2 separate regions of the Sus scrofa genome follow, and region 2 is linked to region 1. Evidence: chromatin contacts called from public promoter capture Hi-C data. All regions are on one chromosome and are shown on one strand. The core of a region is the stretch at or near the end of the contact, and the rest is flanking DNA. Distances in the headings are between cores, read along the strand shown.

Region 1 (5,333 bases), core at 2,540-5,039:
CCACTTAATAACAGATTACACACCCACCAATCAGAATCATGAAGTGTCAATGTAACATAGGTCCACAGTCTAAATAAAAAAGGAGCATTTGTTCCCTTGCATTCAGAGGATTACCCGTACATGCTACACCTCAAACTGAAGAAGAGCTATTCAGAAAAAACAATTAAGCCTCCATGAAAACACATTCTTAGTTTCCTTTTTAAAACACAAATTCCCCTTCCTTAGAAAGACTTAACTGACATCCTACCAAGCAAGACTGGGATGAGATATAGCAACAATACTCCCAAAAGATGGACAATCCTTTGGTCAAAACAGGGATACATATTTCAGTAATCTCTTTCATGTAGCAGGCTCTTAAATGCAAACTACCCTAGGCAATGGACATCATCCACTTTCTGGAGTACAGAGATCCAAGGAGTCATTGAAAGTAAGACCTCCTTTAGAGTAAACAGATGATTACAGGCAATTTTGAGTTGTATCTGTTAGTGAGGTTGTCAGTGGCATATTTACCATGAGGACAACCACAAGAGAAAGTATCTCCAAAGAAGGCAAAGAACTTGGAAAGTAATACAGGGCATTTGAAAACTCAAATACTGAAATATTCAAAACACGCCAGTTCCAAAGTACAGCTTTGCCAACTTTAATGTGCATATAAATCTTTCAGGCATCTTGGTGAGGTCCAACCTGATTCAGTAGGTCTAGGATGAGATGCTGCATTTCTAACAAGCTCCCAAGTAATGCCAAAATTGCCAGTCCATGGATGACACTTTGAAATGCCACTAGACCAAAGAATTTAGGAAATGTACAGTTTCAAAAGACAAATGATTCTGTATTTGTCCAATTTTTTTTTAATTTTGTTATTTATCAGAGCAGTTGTTATTGACAAATATGTATTGGTTTCACCTAGAAACTAATTCTGTATCCAGAAAAACGTCATGAATTCAAATTAACATGTAAAGAAAACCCATCTGAATTACAAACCAGAGAAGAAACATACAAAAACCTGAACAGAACTAAGGCATTTCAAATGTTATTTCTCATTCTATATAGAAAGTTTCCTAAATGAATTAGATTCTACACATTCAAACCTAATGAGGACAAATTTTCTGTAAGGTTACCAATAAATATCAAATTACTTATGCTAATAAACCAGTCTGTTAGGAGACCTTTGTTGTCAGAAAAAAATATTCTTTGCTTTTCCTTTTAACTTTAATGAGTTTTTCTTTTTTTTTTTTTTTTTACTACCTACCAACATTTTGAACAAACTGACATTCACAACATAAGCTTAGTATAAGAACTATATATTCTGCAAAAGCAAAAGCTGATGAAATGGAAGTTGAAAAAAATCATGTGTATCATCAGGTACAGAACTATCTTTTTTTTTTTGCTTTTTAGGGCTACATCCTGTCTGCAGCATATGGAAGTTCCCAAGCTAGGGGTCGAATAGGAGCTAGAGCTGCCGACCTACACCACAGCAACAAAAGATCTGAGCCATGTCTGCGACCTACATACACCACAGCTCACCGCAACGCCGGATCCTTAATCCACTGAGGTATTAATATACTAGAGTCCTCATGAATACTAACTAGTTGGGCTCATTACCGCTGAGCCACAACGGGGAACTTCCAGGCACAGAGTTATATTTATATCCTTTTGAATTGGTTAAGTCTAACTACTTATTTTAAACACCGGTCCACCCATTCTGACAAGTATTTACTGACCACCTACAAATGTCCCAGGCACTTCACTAAACACCAGAGATTTAGGTTTAAGTTTGCTTGGGCTGAGGACTCAGGAAGACCTTTCAGATCCTGAGTTGACCACTTCATGGCAAGCTTTATATTCTCTGAGTCTCTGGAGTTCCCAGAATGGCTCAGCGGAAATGAATCTGACTAGCATCCATGAGGATGCAGGTTCGATCCCTGGCCTTGCTCAGTGGGTCAAAGCTCTGGAGTTGCCATGAGCTGTGGTGTAGACTGCAGACATGGCTCTGTCTGGCGTTGCTGTAGGTGTGGTATATGCCAGCAGCTATAGCCGACTGGAATATCCATATGCCATGCGTGGGGCCCTTAAAAAAAAAAAAAAAAAAAAAAACAAATTTTAAAAAATCTCTGAGCCTCAGTTTCCTCAGAGTTGTGGTAATTAGACTGCATGATGTAAATAAAGAGCCTAACACTGTATCCTGCACATGAAAAACAATGAATAAATGCTAACTATCTAAAACATGAAGTTTAAGTTCAAAGTGTATCGTAATCTCAAGCTAGTTTTCTACCACATAACTCAATGTTGGAGAATCATGAACCAACCTGAAAGTGAGATAAAGAAAACATGTCTGGACAGATAAATCCACTACCCAAACAAACACCAAAGATCCCCACAATACATAATGAATCCCAGAACTGAAAATAAATGTGCTTTGAGTTAGTTTATGAGTTTGTGTAGTATGCGCTCTAATGTCTTTTTCAACTAAACTGAGCACAGTGTAAATAAAAAGAACAAAACTTAGTTATGTGGTTTTATGTAGAGTAGGATCATGATGGAATACAACTTAGGACACTTTTAATGAAGCAGTAATTGCTTAGTGTAACAGATTTGTACACCATTAACCACAATTCTCCTGCTTCAGAAAGGCCACCCAATAGTAACCTCCTTTTCTTACTAGATAAGTATTTATCCTAGGTATAATAATTTGCCAATAGAGCCAATAATTCCGAAAAACTAATTGGCACCAAACAGATCTAACAAACAGAAGCAATATAAAGAGTTTAAGAGCGACAGTGTCTATTGAGCCAGATGGCCATCATTTCTAGCCAATTACGAGTTTGGGCAACTTTCTTACCCATTCCAAGCTCCAGTTTTTTTTTTTCTTTTTTTTTTTTTTTTATCTGAAAAACGGTAATACCAGTATCTACTTGCTTGATTGGTGAAAATGAATTCAAGCAAAACACTTAGACTAGCAACTCAGTCAATATTAGCTATTTGTTGTTACCTACTAAGAGAAACCTAAAGTGCCTCTTGGTAACCATGATGCTAATAAAAATGTTGACGTTTTAGGATCTTATAAATCCTTAAACTTATGTTTCTTCGATGAAACTGATCAAAAACGCGTGAGGAACAAGAGGAAGGCAATCACGTGTACTAAGCACCAACTTAATCCTCCCAAACTACTTAACAGGCTTCATATGTAAAGCCCTAAAAGTAAGTAGTACTGGCCTAACCAGGAACAACAACTGAATCCGGAAGGTTTAAATGCAAAGGAAGGCTGCAAAACCAAATTAAAAAATAATAAGGGGAAAAGAGGTTAAGTAGACACGAACGAGGTGGCGGGTAACCTGTTTGAAGAGTAATACTGGACTAGGGGAACCAGGGTCACCGTGGCTTCTTCCGATGAGGAAGCAAAAGGCGTTCGGCCTCACGGATAAGCTGAGTCCCATCGTGACACACTGACCCTAAGCCGGCCGCGGAGGGCCAGCAGACTGGGTCCACACCTTCCGCGGGAGCCGCTCCGCGGGACCCTTCCGCCCACACTGCCTCTACTCAGGAGGCCTGAGTCACTGCACGCGTGCCCAGAGGCCGCGGCCCAGCCGGTTACCTTCTGCAGGAAACTCCTCGAACTCGTCGTCCTCCTCCAGGAGACCCAAGTCTACCGGCTGTTTTTTCTCTGACATCGCGACCCTCGGTTCCCCAAACCTCTCAGGCCAGTGGAAAAGTTGGAACTCTCACTCTCTCCCCGCAACAGCCACGGCGGCTGCTCCTTCCGAGGCCGGCTCTACCATAGAGACGCGGGAGACGAGCAAGGGGAGCAGCGCGAGGAATGCTGGGATACTGAAGGTCCGCCCAGCGCTGCCTGCGGGTTTAGCAATCTTTCGGTTTAGAAAGTGGATTGTTTTGTGCCTTTGCTGTCTTATCTGGACCCTCTGAATTGGCAAACTGAGAACAGGGTAGGTTTCCCTGACTGGGAAAAACTCATAATTTGTAAAAAAAAAAAAAAAAAAAAAAAAAAAATTAACCCCTTTACTTAGTTTAGACTGAGGAATCAGTGTCGGCTAAAATCCACGAAAGGCCCCCAGCCAGGTGCCAGGCCCTTAATTTGGATTAGCTCCTTCCTCACAGCAGTTCCCTCAGCATAGTATTAAGCGTCTCCACATCACAGAAAATTCAGGTTTAGAGAGAAGTAGCCAGTGTCACTCAGGTAGTGCTACACAATCCAAATGCAAATTTGTTTGACAGACTTTAAGGTGCAAGCTTTTCCGCTGTTCAGTGTTCCTATTTTATAATTAAGCCGTGGTAAATACTATGCCAGATGGAGTGTGCGTGTGTGTAATAATTCGTTTACAAGTTATAAAATGATGCTATGTAAAGCTCAATATATGTAACATTTTCTGACATTCAAAATGTATCATTTTGAATTTTTCAGATGTTGAATATCGTTTTGAATATAGTTGTGAACTACTTAAAACTATATGGTATATGTATATGTACTATTACAAAAGAATATTTTGTGTATACATATATATATATTATGTATAATAACTTGATGTTATTGTAAATTTTAAGGAGTTCCCTTGTGGTGCAGTTGATTAATCACCTGGCATTGTCACTGTCTCTGCAGCAGCTGGGATCACCTCAGTGGCCCAGGTTTGATCCCTGACCCCAGAACTTACACGTGCCCCAGGCAGAGCTTTAAAAAAAATTTTTTTTGATACCTATGTTTGTATATTTAAATCCCATTCCTTCATTCAGCAACATTAATTTATACCAATTACAAGGCATTGTGCTAGAAATTAAACGTTTATACAAAGGCCTTCCTCTAAGGAGTTCATGTGCCACTCCCAGCCTTGTAAACAGATAAACGGCAATAGTAATGAAACATAGTAATACATTTGAATCTCTGTTTTGAAATAACATTATCTGAGAAATGAACAGAGTATATGGGCATACAGAGAATGGAGCAATTAAATAAGAGCACAAATTTGGACCAGAATTTGGGAACCTCCAATTAGACATAAATTTTTTAAAATAAGTTGGTTCTTATCATACTATTTTGTCTTGTATTGATTACTGAAAACCTTAGCAATCTTCAGATTAATTTCAAAATATATGTAATTTGGCATGTTTTATGAGTAAATGCCAAATAAATGAAAGAAGAGAAAATATAAGAAAAAGCTATTTGGGAGTAAATGTAGACAGTGGTACCTATTAGAGTTTCATACTCTCTATTATGCCCTCAATCGTACATATTACATATACCACTGGCAGCAATATATGGCAGTGAAGTTTGGGGCAGGCAATTTGATTTAAACAGCAAAGAATTAAAAACAAATCACAAGTCT
Region 2 (5,443 bases), core at 1,777-4,276, 270 kb after region 1:
CCATCCATGTTGAGGTTTCCCAGCTACCAGATCTTGGGCCCATGACAGCATAGATGAGAGAGATCTTGTCCTCAGACCTCAGTGAGCCTCTTTCGGGGTGAAGAGTAATCAGGGACCACATTTAGTTGCATTTTGGGGAATCTGGGAGGAGGGGGTGTTAATACGGCATTATAGTTTTCTCACTAGAGAAAACAATGCCATACTATCAGTGTTTTCCTGAATAATCTGATAATTTTGCCTCTTCCTGAAGATACCCTCACTAGCCTGGGCTAAGAAAGGAAAAGAGGCAGCTCTCATGTTCCCCCCAAGCTTTCCCAGGTGTATGTGTTAGGGGAGGGAGGAAAGGTGCCTGGGTTTCCAGGATATCAAGCACCCTTTTCCTACACACATACACAAACAGAATTTTACACTGAATGGGGAAAAGACTAGCAGAATTTTTTTTTTCCACCTATATCTCCTGTTGAGAAGGGGGTTCTTAGCATGACCATGTAAATCAATACCAAGTTATTTCTTTGAATTCAAAGCCTATTTATCCAGGTCTAATTTCTTTAGAATTAACGTGATAACTGAGCCCAACTTAGCAACCCAGCCCAACCAGGTCCTGATGGGCTTGAATATACTTCTAGAGCCCAGAAGGGGCTGCAAAACCTTTCACTGGCACACAACATATTTCCTGACCTATGTGTGCAGCAAACACCGGTTCATAGATAGAACAGCAGGGGCCTTTCTGACCCAAAGAGCCCATTCCTTGCGGACTCCCATGGTCTTGTGTTGCCAATCAGTTGGTATTTCTCCAAATAACACTGACGGCCAGAATGCAAGCCCCAACACTTCCACGTCTTAAAAAGCCGAAAGCAGTTTAGGCCTCAAAAGCTGCCTTTTAAAACTTCTTAGTAAATATGACGCTTTACCTACTATAGGTTCTAAAAGAGCCTGAGGTCTCCAGATTGCCGGCTTTCCTTCTATTTTGAATGATAAAGACTTCTTCGGCCTAGCCTGCCCTCCTCCCACCCCCAAAGGCAGCTCGGGTTCCCCAGCAGGCAAGACAAAGAGGTAGGAGCCAGGTTGCTGGCACTTGCTGCAAGCTGTGCACTGGAGCCTGGAGTCCCTGAGGTGTGTGCCTTTGCTCCAAGGCCCTGAAAAGTCGGGGAGTTCTTGCCACTTCAGAACTGGCTAGAGGTGTGGGCTGGACTAGAACAAACCAGGGATGACTTGCCTCAGCTCATGACCGCCTGCCCATGACACCGGGTGAAGCACTTGGCAGCCCAGATGCTGGGTTCATTTGGAGAGAAGAGACCTCGGGAAGCAGCCCCTGCTACAGCCAGCCACTGAGCACCCAACTCCTCTCATGGAGGCTGGTGGCAGAGGCCACACGTGGCAGCCACTTGTCAGAGGCCACCTTAGCGCACTGTGTGGGGCCAGACTAGCTCTCCTGCTGACTATTCCCAGGGAACGGCTGGAAATCTGGACGCTTAAGCCTGCGGTTTGGATTCTACCCTGCAAATGCGCAAAGAGACCTCTGTCAGGCAGGCAGGGACCCCTCTCTCACTCCACTCCCCAGCATCTGGTGGTGTGAGCTAATCTAGGTCGCTCAGTAGTTCTTTACCTTACGCAAAAACTGCTACCTCAGCACAGCTGCACACTTGCTCCTCTGGAACACAGTGCTAGGATGTTATACTCTATATAATAAGGGAAGGATGAGAGCCCCTAGCTACTACTGGGACAATTCCAGCCCTCCTGGCTTCTTCAGGTATTAAGCAAACAAGAAGAAGAAGAAGGAAATCGAGGCAGCTATGGGCTAGATTGGGAACTCAGTGCTCAGTGCTGAGACCTTCCCGGGCCTGGCCACAACCCGCCCCTCTCCGGTGCAGCCAGAGTGGGGAGGAGGGAGAGCCTGCGAGGAAAGCAGGGCACCTGCGAGCATAAAGAGAGAAACACACATGCACAGGGCGAGGGTTAAGGGGGGACTTTACTGTGTTAACAGCAAGCTGCAGGGTATAAAGCAATAAAACTGCCACGTCTACCTGCTAGCTTTGAGGATATTACAAACTAGCTCGGCGCGCAGCCGGGATGCACGGAGAGCCTGCCAGGGGAGCGGGGGACCTTCTCTTTTTCTGACTTTGCCGTCTCCCCCGAGACACACACACACAGATACACACCTACACACATCACCCCCTTAAAGAGCCCACCTTTCATTTTCCTTGAAGTTTTTTGTTGTTTTAATTCACTGCTGATTTGTAAACGCGTGGATCGGGTTACTGGTTCGCGTGTTAAAGTGCACCTCTTGTTAAAAGGTAGGGGAACAAGGCATGCCACTTAAAAATGAATTCAGAGTTACTGAACCGGCTCCCGAGGCTCAAGAAGTTAAGCGCGGCAGGCTAGGAAAAGGAGGGGGAGACAAGAGTGGACGCTGCTACCCTGGGAACCCTGGAGAAAACCCGCGGGCAGTAAGTTTAAAGTCCTCTGATAAAATGGAGGAAAGAAGGAAATAAAGAAAGAAAAAGAAAAAGGCAAACTAGTCTAGCCAAGCCTTGAGACCCCGAGCTGGGAGCTGGGAAAATCAATTACCATAAGCCGCTACTGCTTCGCCTAGTATGGAAATAGCGTCCGAACTGGGGTGTCTGCAGCCACATTTTCTGAAATTATAACGGCAAGCGGCACCACTAAATCCCCCACCTCTCAGGTTCCTTGGGGGGGACAACTAATGGAGTCCAAGAAAACAGGGTGCAAAGAAGCCCCCCGTAGTTTTCCCAAAGGGAGACCCACACTAGTCCATGCAACCTCTAAACGCGTTGACCGGAACCCTTAGATTGTATGTTTCCCGACGTGGCCAAAGGTTCTCGCTTTGAATCATTTATTCGCAGACTGAAAGCTGGCGCCGAGCCCGTGGGGGTCTGCATGCCTTGTCCCCATCGACCAGCAGTGCGGAGTCCCAGAGCCACCCCCAAAGTCCCAGGACCCGGACGCGGGCGCAGCAGGCCTGCCCTCCTCGGCGCCCAGTCCCCGGTACGGCTTTTCCTACCTGGTGGCCGGGCCTGAGCTGCACGCTGGGGCTCCTCTGTCTCTGCTCGGCTGCCTCGACCTGAGTGGATCTTGAGACTACAGGGAGAGAGACTAGATCCGCAGCCCTGGGCTGCTCCGAACTTAATGTCTTTCCCCAGTCCATCTTTGAAAGAGAAGTGGTTCTACCACCTGGATGTGCGGATATAAATCCCCTTGCAAATAATAAATGGATTAATAATAACAAGGTATGAAGTTCTTTTTATAGAAAAAAAGGAGAGAATTGAAACTAAATGCGGCAGTTAGACAACCATTTTGATAAGAGGATAATTGAGGCGACACTGGTGTATAATTAGAGGATAATTTATGCTATATCCACTTTTATTCCACCTCCCAAAATAAACCCAGTCCATAATCATTACAGGCAAATTGTTCTGAATTTTATAGCAGCAATTTGAACAAAGTACTGCAGTTAATCATGGGAGATTTTTGTGTATTCCTGATTAGAACTCTAATTGCCTCCTTCCAGAAAGTAAAAATAACTGTAAAACGACTCTATTTTTATCATTAACAATGTTGACAATAAAATAAAATCAATTGGAATTGTAATCGAGAGACAAATTTAGGACGAAGGCACTTTTACTTGGGTAGTTTATATTGTAATCAAGATTTGCCAAACCACTAACCGCATGTATCATTTGCATATATTTGAAAGCATTACAGTAGCTTCTGTTTTCAATAGGAAAAAATGCATTACTGTCAGTGCTCCAACGATTCGCTTTCATAACTAGCTGCTGTGTTCTGGGAGAAAAAAAGGTCTCTCTCACCCCTTTTTGTTCAATATATAGGAAATACGGCCTGAAATGGCAGGAACCTCGCCAGAACAGGGTCTGATTTTTCTTTTTCTTTAGCCCCCCCAACACCCTTACCCATGGGGTGGGGCCCAGGTGTGGGGGTTCTTCTTCCCTCTATGGTTTCAATAAAGTACGTCTAGAAAAATCCACGGTGACAGGGCGCTCCCGCGGGACGGCAGTGGGACTGGGGGGCGGGGGGAGGAGGTCAAGGGAGGGGGCCTTGCTTTAAGTATAGAGGGCACTGCTTCTGAGCACAGGCAGCCTGCTAGGGTGCAAGGGGACTGTGAGGGAGCAGCCCTCCGCGGACTGTTCCAGGGCTGCGGTACTGGGAACCGAGGCTCGGGGTTTGGAGACGTGAGCTGTGGAGGGAGGCATCGGCGACCGGCCGGGCTGAGGCACCTCCCACCCCGGAGGCCTCTGCTCGGAGCCGCGCGGCCCCCGGCTGCAGCTCGGGGTTGGGATTGGAGTTACCAAAGGTAGGCGAAGAACTCGGAGAGAGGCGCACACACCAGTGGAAGCCGTGCGCCTGTGACGTCAGGGGGCGACTGACCAATGGGGAGGCGCTGCCCTTTGGAGACAAACCATTCGACTCGTGGCGTCTGCATCAAGTCTGAAAGCAGACGCGCAACTTTCGCAGAATCCACCTTAAAATCTCTGCCTTAAACTGCACCAGCCCCCAAAAAATCCAAGGGGGGAAAAAGGGGGGGAGAGTAGATTCCCCCCTCCCCCCTCTCCTCTCCCATCCCTCCCCCTTCCTCCTCCCTTTGAGTTAACAAGGCCCCGCTCACTATATCTCTTTATATTAAAAATATATATATTAGAGAAGAGCGAGGGAGAAGGAGAACCACCTCCGCCCCCTCTCTTTTTAATTTTTTTTTTTTTTTTTTTTTGCAAGGATCCCAAGAGCTAAGGTGGCTGCAGAGGGGAGAGCGGCGCGAGCCAAGTGGGGGAGGGTGGAGGAAACCCGGGAGAAGGCTTTCTCCAGCCCCCAAAGTTTTGATGATGACCATGACTACGATGGCTGACGGCTTGGAAGGCCAGGACTCGTCCAAATCCGCCTTCATGGAGTTCGGGCAACAACAGCAGCAGCAACAGCAGCAGCAGCAGCAGCAACAGCAACAGCAGCCACCGCCGCCGCCGCCGCCGCCGCAGCCGCACTCGCAGCAGAGCTCCCCGGCCATGGCAGGCGCGCACTACCCTCTGCACTGCCTGCACTCCGCGGCGGCGGCGGCGGCGGCGGCCGGCTCGCACCACCACCACCACCAGCACCACCACCACGGCTCGCCCTATGCGTCGGGCGGCGGCAACTCCTACAACCACCGCTCGCTCGCCGCCTACCCCTACATGAGCCACTCGCAGCACAGCCCTTACCTCCAGTCCTACCACAACAGCAGCGCGGCCGCCCAGACGCGAGGGGACGACACAGGTGAGAGGCCGCTGGGGCAGCTCGCTTCTCCCGCCTCCCGGCTGCCCCCCACCCCGCCCGCCCCGCTCCGCTCCACTCACTTCCTCAACGCCCGGGCCTCCGCCGGCCCCCTCCCCCAGGCAGCCCGGCGCGCCCCCGGCCAGGCCTCGTGCGCGCCCGCTCG

What was found. Promoter capture Hi-C pulls out the DNA fragments that hold promoters and counts their contacts.
Region 2: a contact with region 1 is called in a promoter capture Hi-C map of liver, with 2.7 times the contacts expected there. The contact joins the promoter of DLX6 here to the promoter of SEM1 in region 1. A contact is called at or near these places in 1 of 5 promoter capture datasets (liver) and 2 of 47 Hi-C or Micro-C datasets (epiblast stem cells and fibroblasts).

What each region holds. Positions count from the first base shown.
Region 1 is chr9:76,345,472-76,350,804 of Sscrofa11.1, forward strand. It overlaps SEM1 (26S proteasome complex subunit SEM1), which reads right to left and starts at 3,790. Exons shown (of 3, transcript XR_305553.3): 1 at 3,593-3,790. LOC102167654 (a long non-coding RNA gene) reads left to right here and starts at 3,832. Exons shown (of 4, transcript XR_001298958.2): 1 at 3,832-3,941.
Region 2 is chr9:76,620,463-76,625,905 of Sscrofa11.1, forward strand. DLX6 (homeobox protein DLX-6) reads left to right here and starts at 3,027. Exons shown (of 3, transcript XM_021063385.1): 1 at 3,027-5,280. The coding sequence starts at 4,854. All of the region lies in intron 2 of LOC110255475 (a long non-coding RNA gene), which reads right to left.